Regions from separate parts of the Triticum aestivum genome. Here region 2 is linked to region 1. Evidence: chromatin contacts called from public Hi-C data. All regions are on one chromosome and are shown on one strand. The core of a region is the stretch at or near the end of the contact, and the rest is flanking DNA. Distances in the headings are between cores, read along the strand shown. Region 1 holds the start of LOC123171570 (EID1-like F-box protein 3). Region 2 holds the start of LOC123182461 (transcription elongation factor SPT6 homolog).

Region 1 (6,362 bases), core at 2,406-4,905:
CGATCATTTTTGCAAAAATAAAATAAAAAATAATGTGAGACTAACAGTTAGTCATTGCAGTTACTTTTTTTTCGTGCTTTTTTACATCGTTAGAATCCTTTGAATCAAATGATAAGAGTCAAATGGTCCACATAGTATCATGTTAACCAGATTCGACAAGGGTGAATTTTATTGGCGCAAAAAGGTGCGTCAAGATTCAAGTGAACACATACCTTAAGAGCAAACATCCGGCCTCTGCATAGTCAAGATGCACACAACCGACATCATTGCAATACGCAAAACACACACGGGCAATAGCAATGTCATATAAGATCAAAGCTATGCGTGGGCGAGGAAAAAAAGTCTAAAGTGATCAGATCCATCATATACAAACTACAACAATGACCATACCCACACCAGCCATCCCATGACACCACACAGACGACGAAGTTCTTCAACAACAACGCCTTATCATGTTAGCCGGATGGTACAAACAATATCATTGCTTAATGGATGGATGGATTGTTGCAGGTATATAGAATTTTTTTTGCTACTGTGAATGGCCAATGTATCTTGTTCTATTTTTCTCCCTTAACCCTAGGCGACTAGGATAAACTCTCCCCTCTAAACTTCATCGGCGAGCCTATGATTTGCCTCCCCCCTGCCCACTGCTCCGGGCGCCGATGGCGGGGAGGAGAATCCCGGTGCATGTGCTTCGGTTAGTAGTTTATGTTAGAATTTGTTAGTCCTCACATGCACGGTGCTCGGGTGGGTGGAGGCGCTTCTTCGAATTTGTCTTCCGAGCTCTGTTTCTCCTTGAGTTTGTCCGTATAGACATAGTCAGCGTGAGCTCCGGCGTAGATTCCCGCCGTCTCAATGGGGATACGAGGTTAGGTTTCTCGTCACATGGCAAGATTTGGTGTCAGGTGCTTCAGACCTATGCAAGAGTTCAACGACGACAATTACGGCTCCATGGCGCTGGTCCTTAGGAGCACATGCACGAAGACTTTCCAATTGTCATGACAAAGTCAAGCTGACTCCAGTAGTAGATTCGCGACAACGGCCCGTTCTGATGGTAGTAGTGGTCATTCGATTAGAATCTTGATGTTTTATTATTTGAGATGTTATGTACTTCCGATGAACTCTAATAATGGATTTGATCTTTCACAAAAGTAAGAATATGGCCAATGCTATTGTGAAGGTGCAGGACAACCTGTAGTTCCACTTCCGATTTGACAGCTGTCGTGGCATTCACGTCGACAACCTCTCCATCAGCTCCCTGGCGTTGAGCCCCAACACCGACGACATCTACGTCGAGAACGCCTAGGATCGTCCTCATCACCAACATTTTCGTCTCCATCGGCGTAGGCACCCTCAACGTCCACATTGAAAACAGCAAGGGGCGTCGCCATGCGTCATGAACAACCCGAAGAGCATGAGCAGCACAGTACACGCTGCCCAATGGCTATCGAGGTTACGATCCTGACAATGAGTACTAGGGATACAAAAGAGGGGCAGAGCCTAGCTGCGGCGCAGGTGTGGCACTCGGTTTTTATGAATTCAGACCCCTCTCGGAGGAGATAACAACCCTACAGCTCATGCCCTGAGACTTGTTTTCTCTTGGGGTATATGATTACAAATGATGTTGAACCCCTGCCATGGAGGAGGGCGCGTCGCGCCTTTGCACTCCCACGTTACAAGGGGGATTAATGACTATAACTATGACAGTTACAGGTTTAAATAGCTATGACTACAGGAGTTACATGTAACGACAGCCTTAACTATGCTTGAAGTCTGACTTAAGATCACCTAACCATTGCGGCTCCCACATTGTCCCTACGTCTTCTCTGTTCGAGCGGCAGTGGCTGGGTCGACTGGAGGGAGGACATCCGAGTGTAGTCAGTCTATCCGAGTGGATCTTCGGCGGTGCGCATGCGAATGCGCCTGAGGTCCTGGGACCCTCCAATGATAATGGGGGACCCTAGGTGGGCTTTAGATGTCAGGTCGTTGACCCTACCAGTAGTAGAGGTGACCCCATTAGCAGCGACATCCTATTCCGGAATGGGTCGGCATGGGACAGGCCCCGTTGTCGCCCGTCCTCTGATGGGAACACAAACAGGCCGCCGTCACAATACACGTCGCAATGGTGCGGGTCGCCCGTCCTCTGATGGGAACACAAACAGGCCGCCGTCACAATACACGTCGCAATGGTGCGGATTTTTGTGCCCTCATGGTCCCCCCCCCCCCCCCCCCCCCCCCGGCGCACGTGCCTGAGAGGAGCGGCGGTAGGGGGATGCCGGCGGCAGAGTGAAGCCGGAGACAGGAGGAGGTGCCGGGGCAAAAGGGATTTGAGAGAACGAGTGAGTGAGTGAAAGGGAGTGGATAGCCAAAAAAGACGAGAAGACGTTCGCGCGCGGCGGTTTTACAGCTAGCGCTTCCGAAACGTGACATGACCGCTAAAGTCGCATGAAGATACGTGCATGGAAGCCAAGCTACTTAACATTTCAAGAAAAAAGTCGCATGAAGATACGTGCATGGAAGCCAAGCTACTTAACATTTCAAGAAAAACCTCGTATGTTTCCGCACGAAATCCTTTTTTTTTGTGGACAAGGCAAGAACTCTGATGCGATGCTGCTACGCTGTGTTACTAGCACAGTAGCACCTGACGACAGTAACAAGCATGCTTGCGTGATTCCAACAAAAAAAAATGCTTGTGTGAACTGCGAGGCGATGCTTCCTCCATGACATCGCCCCGACACCACGAATGATTGACCAGCAAACCCGTTTGGTGGGCATCCCATTCCCATCGCACCGGAGCGAGTGCCATCCGAGACGCCACTTTGTCAAACCCTGCGTAACGTACATTTCCATCCCTCTCCCGCAAGAGGACAAAGAAAATGCAATCCCACCGTCGTGCGCGCAGCAGGATTGATGATTGGCGGATCTTCATCCAGTACGTACGTAGCGGCAAAGAAACGGAACGCACGCAGCGAGTGACCGAGCCAGCTCCGCGACGCGTGTGCCGCTCGGCCAACCCAGGCGCGCCGCGTAGCCCCAGATATTTCCGCGCGTCGGCTTCCCAGCAGCCACACGCGTCCGCACCGCCGCCAGCCCGGGCGAGGAGCCAACCGAATCCTGAGACCATCCGGTGCCAGCCGCCGTGATCCCGCCACGCGTCCCCGCCGAGCGAGGCCCGGCCGGCACGTGTCGCCCCAGAGCACGGGCGCGCAGGTGCGACCGCCGGGGCACGTGTCCCGCCCGCCAGTGTGCCCGCCATAGATAGAGTACGTCAGCTAAGTAAACTGAGCTCGCATGATACATGATCCAGTACGTCCAAGTAAACTAAGATGGGCAGTGTGCGCGCAAGATATTTTGGGGATGGCGAGCAGCGCTGTGCTGCAGTCTGCACCCGCATGCGCAGCACCGGCGCGCTCTGTCCGGGCAGCAATTTTGGACGGTCGGTGGCGACACAGGTGCTGCTGGCACTGTTTTGGCGGAGAGGCACGGCACGCAAGGCAAGAGGGATTAGCGTGCGGGGATGACGGAGATATTTTGCTTGCGGGGGGAGTGCGACAAGGATCGCTTTTCTGATCGCAACCGCATCATCGATAGTATCGCGGCTGAACCGTACAATTGTCACGCGCCGCGCGGCGACACGAGGAGCCGGGGTGGCCGGCCGGGTCGGGGTCGCCTCCAGGGAGCACGGACGGGACGGGCGTGCGCGTATATAACTGCCCACCCGCCGGCGCCGCCCCGCTCCGCGCTCGGGCACGCGAGTTACAGTCACGCTCAGAGTCCACATCCACCAGGTCGGGTAACTGGGTCGACTAACATTCAGCTGGTAGTATGAGCGAAGGCACGCGGGAGATGAGGCGGCTGCGCGTCGGCAGCGCCGGCGGCAGCAAGGCGAGCGCGAGCGGCGGCATCGCCGACGAGTTGAGCAGCGGGGGGCGCGGCATTGGGGCGCGGATCCGCGGGGTCAACGTGGGGATCCTGGACGAGCAGGTGCTGGCGCTGGTGTTCCGCGCGCTCAACTGGGACCCGCAGGCGCTGTGCTCCGTGGCGCGGGTCAGCCGCCGGCTGCGCGCCGTCGCGGAGCGCGTGCTGTGGCGGGAGCTCTGCGTCTCGCGCGCGCCGCGGATGGTGTCCGCACTCACCACGGGCTCCTCGGCCTCGTCGGGCCGCGTGGGCGGCGGGTGGCCGGCGCTGGCGAAGCTGCTCCTCTACTGCTGCGGCGCGGCCGGGGCGGGCGTGCGGGGCCACTTCGCGCCCGTGTCGCGCTTCTCCAAGACGTCCGGCCGGAGCTTCCTGTCGCGGCGGTGCGGCGGGGACCTGCTGTACGTGTCGGACCCGTGCGAGCACGCGGCGGCCGGCGCCGGCGACGACGAGGACGTGGGCGCCTACCGCGGCGTGTTCCGCGGCTTCATGCGCTCGCGCACGCGCGCATGCCTGGTGGGCGGCCGCGCCCCGCTGGAGCCCCGCGTGCGCTGCCCCTACTGCGGCGCGCGCGTCTGGAGCGTCACGGCCGCCGGCCTCGCGCCCCGCAGCGCGTGCCGCCGCCTCGGCGCGCACGAGGGCCGCCTCGAGTACTTCGTCTGCGTCAGCGGCCACCTCCACGGCAGCTGCTGGCTCGCGCGCCTCTCCTCCAGCGACAGCGATGGCGACGGCGAGCGCCAGCGCGGCCGCGGTGGCGAGGACACCGACTCTGACGACGACGGATTCACTGCCACCGCCGACGGGCACACGGAGCTGTGACGCGAAGAGCTTGTCTTAGAGCATCTCCAGCTGCGCCCCCGACGAGGCCCCCCATGCGATTTTTCGGCCGCCGGCGTAAAAAAAAAAGCCCCGTCGCGCTCCCAAAAGCGGTCGAAATTGGCGCCGGCGGACCCAACCCGAACCCGGCGAGCTCGGGGGCGCCGGGCGAATCGTTTTTGCGCGAAGAGCCGCGGGCCCCCCTTGCCAGCGACTCGACTCTCTTCTCGCCACTTCGTCGTCCTCATCGCCTCGTTCCCCGCGACGAATCAATGTCAAAGCTGCGCGCGCTGCCGCACCGGTCAGCCTCCATTGATGCCTCACGGACGGCGCAGTGAAGGCCGGGCGACGCGCGTCCCCTTGCCCGCCACGCGTAACGCGCCGGCCACGCGTACTACGCGGCGCTTCCGCCTATATAAGCCGACCACCAGCGCGCTGGAGACACGCACAGATCCTCCACCGCCGACGCGCCCATTTCTCCCCCTTCCTCCCTCGCCTCCTCTCGCCGTCTCCAGTTCAGAAGAATGGCCGAGCGCTTTCCAGGCGACGGCGCGGCGGCGAATGGCTTCGGGCGCCGCCATCTTCATGAGGACGAGGCTCGCCTCCTTTTCGAGGCCGAGTACCCGGTCCCGCCGGACATGCGGGTGCTCGGGGCGTGGAGGATCAGCGCCAGCGGCGTGCCGGTGCCACCACCACCCACCGGGGCGGCGCGGCGTGCGGAGATCGCACGTATCCGTGCGTCCGTGCCGCGGGTTGCGAGGGAAGGCCCGCGGTACACCCCCGACAGCCCGCTCTGGGAGCCCTACTTCCGCCGCCGCCACGCCGAACAGCTCAAGGCGACGAACGGCGTCGTGCCCTCCGGCAGGCTCAACTCCGAGGGCCGGCGCCGGTGGTGGGGCGTGCCCGGCCGCACGTTGGAGGCCGTCCTCGAGTACATCGAGGGCGGCAACACGCCGCGCCTCGAGTACCCCTCTCCCCCGTCCTTCTCACGCCGCCGTGGGAGCTCCTGGACGCTGAGGCGCATGGACCGGCCCGGGGCGTCCTCCTCCTCGTCCGGCCGCTCGTCCGGCTCTCCTTGCCTCCGCCCCGTCAAGCCGGAGCCCCAGGACACGCCTGTCAGCGCATGCACCCGCAGCTCCGGCGTCCGCATCGGCGACTCCACCCCCCTCCGGCCGCTTCGTCCTCGTCGAGCCCAAGCCGGAGCCCCCCGGAGTACGAGGAGATAGCCCGACGCGGTTTCTCCGACGAGGAGGCCCTACAGTGGGCTCGGGACGACTACTACCGGGACGAGATGGTCCGGCAGCGCCGGGCCCTGGATGAGATAGAAGCCCGCAAACGTGGGCGCGAGGACGAGCACGGCGTCGTGATCTTCGAAGCGACGACGACGAGAACGCCCCCGGACCGTCCAACCCGCCGCGCCAACCAGGGGAGAGATGCAGCAGGGACGGCGGTGGCGGAGGCGGCGGCGACGACGGCGGCGGCGACGACGGCGGCGGCAATTACACGCGGTTCTACAGCCTCCTCAGCATGTAGAACTGCAAGGGCGGGTGGCGAGGAGCGGCGAGGGAGATGGCGAGGAACGGCGATGGAGACGGCGAGGAGCAGCCCCTAGTAGTTTTTTTCTTTTTTTA
Region 2 (7,236 bases), core at 2,294-4,793, 410 kb before region 1:
GCAGCCACTCCACACCTGATAATTGGTGGTAAGTATCTATGACCGAACTGCCCTCAGGTGTGGGCTTTGTTGATACAACTGCTTTATCCATGAAGATACCCCTGATATGCTTTTTTACAATAGGCTCACAACCGATCTCAACTGCTGCCTGATAAGATAAAAATAAATGAAACTGGATCAAGTCAGATGAAATGAATAGCCTAGCTTCCTATGAGGACTGGTTAAACTTGTAAGATGTTGGTACCATGTGTCTGGCACCCCGAAGGACATCTTGTGACGTTTCAAACATTGCGCATGTGAAATTTGCAGCAACATCTTCAGGAGAATCTTTCCCACTGTCAAGCTCACCCGCTTCCTGAAAGCAGCAGAAGCAGAAAAGGTGTCACGGGTACAATAGATTTAGCCAGGACAGAATGTCATATATGCAGATAAAGGATAGGTTGCATATGCAGTATCCTTCCATAGAAGGATAATGCAAAGTGTGAGTTAGATCACGTACAGGTATCCTCGTTAAAGTTAGATGTTGGCCTAATTGCTCAGCACTCCGACCAAATTGGTTAGCAACCTCCCACAATCCTGCCTTGTGACAAATACTGTACAAGGATTTCCTTTTTGGTCGCTTAAATTGACCTACTTCTTCAACTTCACCAGGAGGGAAATGTAAATTGAATTTCGCGTCAACATCCTCCACTTCTTTCTCTGATTTTGCTTCCTTCAGTGCATCAATGATAGAGTGGTAGAGTTGTCGATTAAGTGCCTGCCTTGTAACATCGTCTATTCTTCGTTTCTCGTCATCATATCTTCTCTCATAATAAATCTGCAAAGCAACCTTGCGCTTCTGAAGAAGAAGCCACTTTCTGTCTAAGGTCTGAACAGCCCAAAGCAGCTACAAACAACAGACAAACTGTGTCAGCAATTGTAAAATCTTGATAATCAGGGGGGCCTAACACCTGTCTAGTAGTGGACACTGGTCAGTTACCTTATGCCACTTCATTTTACGCGTCTCTTCTTCATTTGCTTGTTCATTGGCATCGTTATCTTTTACCAGACTCAGGCAACTTTCCTTCCTATACATTGCAATGAATGGAACCTGACAGGCAACAATACCTATGTCAGCACATCAGACATAAGAAATTACGCACAGAGATGGAATCTGATGTGAAACAATAACCAAGTCAGCAGATCAAACATAAGAAATTATGCAATGAGATCCTATAGTTTTTCGTACTTCAAATTTGTGGGTATGTAGCATGTTCAAGACATTCACGATGTCGCTCTGATGAATCTCCCTGTTCACTTGCTCTTTGCCAAAAAGGGACAGAAATCCATCCCCGGTTAGTTGGTTGTGTATCCATACACTTTCCTCCTCACTATTTGCATCACCATCTATAGGATGGCCAGTTAACTCTTCAGACAGCTGAGGAAGAAGCAATTAAGAATCAGATACGCATTACAAACCAAAATCAAGACAGACATCCAACATGTCTAACTGGTAACTTACCTGGATCCTCTCAGGTATATCAGTTTCTTTTATCTGCTCATCCTTTGGTGTCATATACTTTTCTGCGAGAATAAATGGTTCAAACTCATCTTCAAGCCTGTTTCCTCTCAACTCGCCGGAATTAATAGCATCCCTCTCAAGCTCTTGTTTTCTTAGTGCTAATAGCTCATCAACATCCCCAAATATATCATGGGCCTCTTGTAGCGCAGATGATGATACACCTGCAGCTTGTCGCAGAGGCTTTCTTTTAACCTTCTTCCTTCTGCAGTACAATAGCATGTGTGCATTTAATAATAATAACAAATATAAGGTCTGAATAATTTCACATGGATAGAGAACCATTAACACACAATACGGAACATAAGAGCATACTTCACAACTTGGCCATTCACATCGATTTCCTCTTCGTCCACAATGAAATCGCCCATTTCATCATCCATATCATCTTCACCAACCTCATCTTCATCTACCTGCTGATCCTCCTCGACAAAATCCTCCTCAAACGGTTCTGAGCAAATGATATTGCAGCAAATTAAAAATTAGACAGGAAACTTCCAGCATTGGAAAACAAGCAAAGTGAAGAGGATTCAGAAGCAGGTACCTTCATTACCAAACAAGGAGCTACGAACTGTCTCCTCAGCAGTCCGGCTTTTTCCTGCTCCGTCATGATCGGAGAAGCCAGAGCGCCCATCCATTTCAGATTCCCGTCCTGCCTTCTTCAACCGCTTAAACTTATTTTCCTACCGTCAGCAAAATGAGAAGGCACATTACTGAGAAGCATGCAAAAACTCATGGAAGTCCAAAACAGACACAAAGATTATCTTAAAGCATACAGGAGGCTTCGGACGAGTGATGCCAGTAATGTTATTATCCTGGAGCAACATGTAGTCATCCTCATCAAGCTCGAAATCCTCCGTCTCTCTGGCCACATTTCTTGCAGTTTAGAAACTCATAAAGAATAAGACACTCTGTTTCATGACGAGGCATAAAAAGCAACTACCTCTTCTTCTTTCTTTTCTTTTTCTTCTTGCGTCTTTCATCATCACTAGCTCTCGCCTCCTCCTCCTCCTCTTCCTCGTCTTCATCCGCATCATCCACTATGAAGCCATCCTTCTCGTACTCATTCTGTCCCTCATCTGCTCACAAACAAGGTCACCCAATTATTGCTATACTAGCTCGAGAACACAATCACAGGCGATTCGACTAGAAAAAGGCAACTGCTGCAAACTGTAATCGATAGCAAAACATCGTAATACACAGTAAAACCAATCGAAATAAGAAATCAAGCAAGAGAACGCCCGAAACACAGTACCGCACAGCACATAAAAGCATCTCAATCGAGAGGAAAGGATAGCTCCAGCCAACAAATCCCTCGCGCAAGCAAACGTAATGGAAAGATCGTTAGGAGAAACTAACCTTCATCGTCCTCCTCCTCGTCCTCATCGTCGTCCTGCTCGTCGACATCATCCCTGGCCCTCCGCGACGGCCGCGGCTCGTCCTCTTCCTCGGCCTCGATGAAGTCGTCCTCTAGGGTTCCAACAGAAGCGCAAGCTTTTCCCATCAGAAAACGCGCACAAACCGCCGCCGAGGGCACCAAAACACGCGAAACCGCAGGAATCGGCAACGAAATCGCGTACCTTCGTCGTCGGAAACCACCGTGCGTCCCATTGTCCTCGAGGCGGCGGCGGCGCAAACCCTAGAGCGCGAGAGCGGTTGTGTCGAGAGCCTCGGGGGGGAGAGGGGGCCTCCTTATATGGGCATCGCGGGAGGCCGCGGGCCGCACGATCGCACCGCGCGTGGGGCGGCGGAATCTAGGGTTTCGAGGAAGGAGGGAGCGGCCCGGGCCCGAGCCGACGCCGAGGGGGCGCGGGCGATGCGAAGCGCCTGAGCCGAGGGTTGACCGACTTCACCCGACGGCGAGGAGGCGAATCCGGCGGCGGCGGCCGGGGAGCCGCGAACCGTGGGCTGGAGCGGCGGCGAGGTCGAGGCGGGGCGTCGCCGGGGGCTTGGAGGTGGCGGTGAGGAGTGTGCTGCGATTGGGGACAGGCCGGTTAAGTAATGAATGGATTTTGGGGGAGTTTGTTTTCAATACGGCCCCTGTAATATCTGCGAGTGGGCTTCTGCTTTGCTTCCGGCGAGGGTATTATTGTGACATCGTTCTTTTGGCAGGGTCTAGTGGTAATATTCGGGTCAACTTTTCAGCGCCCGTTGGATAGATGATCGCACCCAAAATGCATTTGTTACCAGCCCACCTCAACACTGTCAAGATAAGATTAGCACCCTTTTCAAAAAGAATATACTAGTATTAGGGCATCTCCAGCAGCTACCCTCGAACCACCTGCATACGTCCGGACCGCGCGTGCCATCCACCGAGGTCCTGCATCCGTCCACAAGGCATGCGGACGCACTTTCTCCCGCAAACCGGAGACAAACGTGGGGGCTTTGCGTGCGTCCGGACTGCCTGCTTCTGACCACCCTGGCCCACTCAAAACCGTCCTTCCTCGCCCGCGCGTATTTCTTCCGGTGCCAGCTGCCCGCATTCATGCCGCCGGTCGCTCCCCATTGAAGCCGGCTACATAGCGGACACGACCTTTAACTGGCGCCGGCATTGAAGCGGCGCACCGGCCGAGGGCGTCGCCCGCGACGCGTCCCTGGTGTTCACGCATGTTCAATGCCTAAGAAGCGTTACTGGACGGGACGGGACGGATATTTACCACGTCCGTTCAATGCCCCGTTCGTCCGTATGCCGCCATTAAGCAGGCTCGCCGGCCGAGAAACCCACTCCGGCAACGTGCATTGACGCACCCGGACGCCTGGCCTCAACGCACTCCGCTATTTATAGGCGTCCACACCCGCTCTAGTCCATGCCACAACACAAGCCGCTCCACATCCTCCTCCCTTGCACCACACTCGCCATGACAGCCGGCGGCAACGCTCTGTGGGAGAGCCCATCGACGGAGATAAAGCATGAGTTGGCCGCGCCATGCGGCCGCCTGGCAGAGCCGCTGTACCAGGCGGATCGAGGCCGGCCTGCCGTCCAGCTTGCCCGAGGTCTCCGACGACGAGGACGACCCCACGATGGAGACGGACTCCGACGACACCGCACCGAAGCCATCGCCTATGCATGCCATCTTCACCATGGCGCAGGCGCACTACAACGCCGCCATGGCGGAGGAGCTTCCTACGTCGGTGCCTTTGTCGGTGTTGCTAGAGCAGCACCGGCTGGCGGAGGTCCAGATCGATGGTGAGTGTGTGAGCCAGGAGGTCGTGGCGTCCATGGCCGCGATGAACCCCAACTTCATCGCGGAGCAGCATGTAATGCCGCCGCGGAGGCGCAGCTACAGGTGATCGCGGATGAGAACAACGCTAGCTTCGCCTCATGCACACCGCCGACGAACCATCAGGCGCCCATGTGGGACGACGACAGTGCGGGCGCCACCATTTCCATCATGGACCTCACGTCCACCAGCAACGGACAATGCGCGGACTCCTCCGAGGATGAGTAGGGCACAGGAGGCGGCAGGGCCTTGTGTCCCATGTGGGTCGGTCCGTCTCTCGTGTTCTACTCTTCCTCGCCAGAGACCACAGCTTCACTTCAGTGGTCTTATCGTCGGTGCTCGACAGCAGTGAAGGATGACAACGGCATGGACGACAGATGCCGCCGTAGGTAGGTTCAGGGTCGGGTCGGATGGTTCTTTTGTTCTAAATGTTTGCAATCTAAAAATTCGTCGTGTTTGCGTGAACTTCGTCCGGTTTGTATGAAAATCCGACCAAGTTTGAACGAATTTCATCTGGTTGTGCGGATTGTTGTTGAAATGTATGCGGGCAGCGTTGGATGGCGGCCTCCTGCATCCATGTCCACAGACTGGTCCCCCTGTCTGTGAATGGGTGTGGGAGGAAATTTGCGGGTTGCCATTGGAGACGCCCTTAACAATGCAAATTATGGATTGATCTACATTCGAAATAAGATGACATGCGCAAAGGTAAAGTAGATTATCATTAACAACCTTATTTAGAGCATCTCCAATAGAAGATGCAAATTTGGAGATGTAAAACAGAAGATGTAAAAAATTACATCTCCGGAAAAGAGGCAACTCCAATAGATGGTGCATATTGAAGATGTAAAAGAGCAACTCCAATGGAAGATGCAAACTAGAGATGTAAAACCGACCGCCGGCCGCAGGGATGTGTACAGCCGCATTTGCACATTGAAATTTCATAATTCTACCAACAAAAATGCATCATCAATCAAAGTTTCAAATCCTACAAGAAAAAGTCAAATGTCTCAGCCAAAGTTCTTTATCCAACAAATGAAAATGCACATAAACATCATTCAATTTTCGTCATGTCTGTTGTCAGTGGTGCCATTGTGGACGGTGGTATGATCATCATCATCAATGGCTAATTGTCGACGTTTTCATACGTTGAAGTCTCGCTGCCACGAACTCCACCGGAAGCACCTTCATTGCCACCTCCCATGCCGCTCATGTTGCCATCGAAGCCACCTCCGATGCTACTCATCATGTTGTCGCCGAAGCCACCTCCCATGCCACTCATCCTATTGCCGTCGAAGCCACCTCCCATGTCGCTCATGTTGCCGCTGAAGCCACCTTCCATGCCGCTCATGTTGCCGCTGAAGCCACCACCTATGCCACCGAAGCCACCATTCACGTTGCCACCAAAGCCACCTCCCATGTTTCCACCAAATGCACCATTCATGGCACCTCCCATCTTGTTCATGTACCCACCCATTGTTGGAGATATGTCCTAGAGGCAATCATGTATGATGATATTTCCTATGTGTTCATGAATAAAGATAGTCCTTGGACATTATCAATGATGTGTATCAACAAGTACGTGACTTGTTTGTGAGACTATGCATTGTATGATGACTGTCCTAAAAGACCCCTAGTCAAAAGGGTCGTGTGGACGCATAGCTGATACGTCTCCAGCGTACCTATAACTTATGAAGTATTCATGCCATGTTTACAACAATTTTATATGGTTTTGGTATGGGTTTATTAAACTAACACGGACTGACGTTGTTTTCAGCAGAACTACCGTGATGTTGTTTCTTGTGCAGAAATAAAAGTTCTCAGAATGGGCTGCAAATTTACGGTGATTTTTTATGGACCAAAAGAGACCCCCGAAGCACAAGAGCTGGACCAGATGCTTCATGAGGAAGCGACAAGCCAGGCGGCGCGCCCACCCCCCAGGGCGCGCCTAGGCGGCTTGTCGCTGCCTCGTGGACGCCCTTGACGTGAGACCGACGCCAAAAATTCCTATAAATACCAAAACCCTCGAAAAGAAAATTAGATCGGAAGTTCCGCCGCCGCAAACCTCTGCAGCCACAAAAAACCAATCGGGAGCCCGTTCCGGCACCCTGTCGGAGGGGAAACCCATCGCTGGAGGCCATCTTCATCATCCCGGCGGTCTCCATGACGAGGAGGGAGTAGTTCACCCTCGGGGTTGAGGGTATGTATCAGTAGCTATGTGCTTGATCTCTCTCTCTCTCTCGTGTTCTTGAATTGGCGCGATCTTGATGTACCATGAGCTTTGCTAATATATTTCGATCATATGGTGTTTGCCCCCCTCTACCTTCTTGTGATGAATTGAGTTTTATCTTTGAGGTTTCACTATTATCGGATTGAATACTTTTATGGATTTGAGAACACTTGATGTATGTCTTGCGTGGGATACCCGTGGTGACAATGGGGTGTTCTATTGATTCACTT

Evidence for each region. Hi-C and Micro-C count contacts between places; a contact is called where the count stands out from the background.
Region 2: a contact with region 1 is called in a Hi-C map of leaf, with 3 times the contacts expected there. The contact joins the promoter of LOC123182461 here to the promoter of LOC123171570 in region 1. A contact is called at or near these places in 2 of 5 Hi-C or Micro-C datasets (both in leaf).

What each region holds. Positions count from the first base shown.
Region 1 is chr1D:409,332,669-409,339,030 of IWGSC CS RefSeq v2.1, reverse strand. LOC123171570 (EID1-like F-box protein 3) reads left to right here and starts at 3,655. Exons shown (of 1, transcript XM_044589025.1): 1 at 3,655-6,362. The coding sequence starts at 3,826. The coding sequence ends at 4,734.
Region 2 is chr1D:409,737,018-409,744,253 of IWGSC CS RefSeq v2.1, reverse strand. It overlaps LOC123182461 (transcription elongation factor SPT6 homolog), which reads right to left and starts at 3,543. Exons shown (of 17, transcript XM_044595028.1): 1 at 3,139-3,543; 2 at 2,918-3,028; 3 at 2,502-2,637; 4 at 2,335-2,422; 5 at 2,103-2,241; 6 at 1,874-2,009; 7 at 1,502-1,763; 8 at 1,229-1,417; 9 at 980-1,090; 10 at 500-886; 11 at 245-355; 12 at 1-148. The coding sequence starts at 3,169.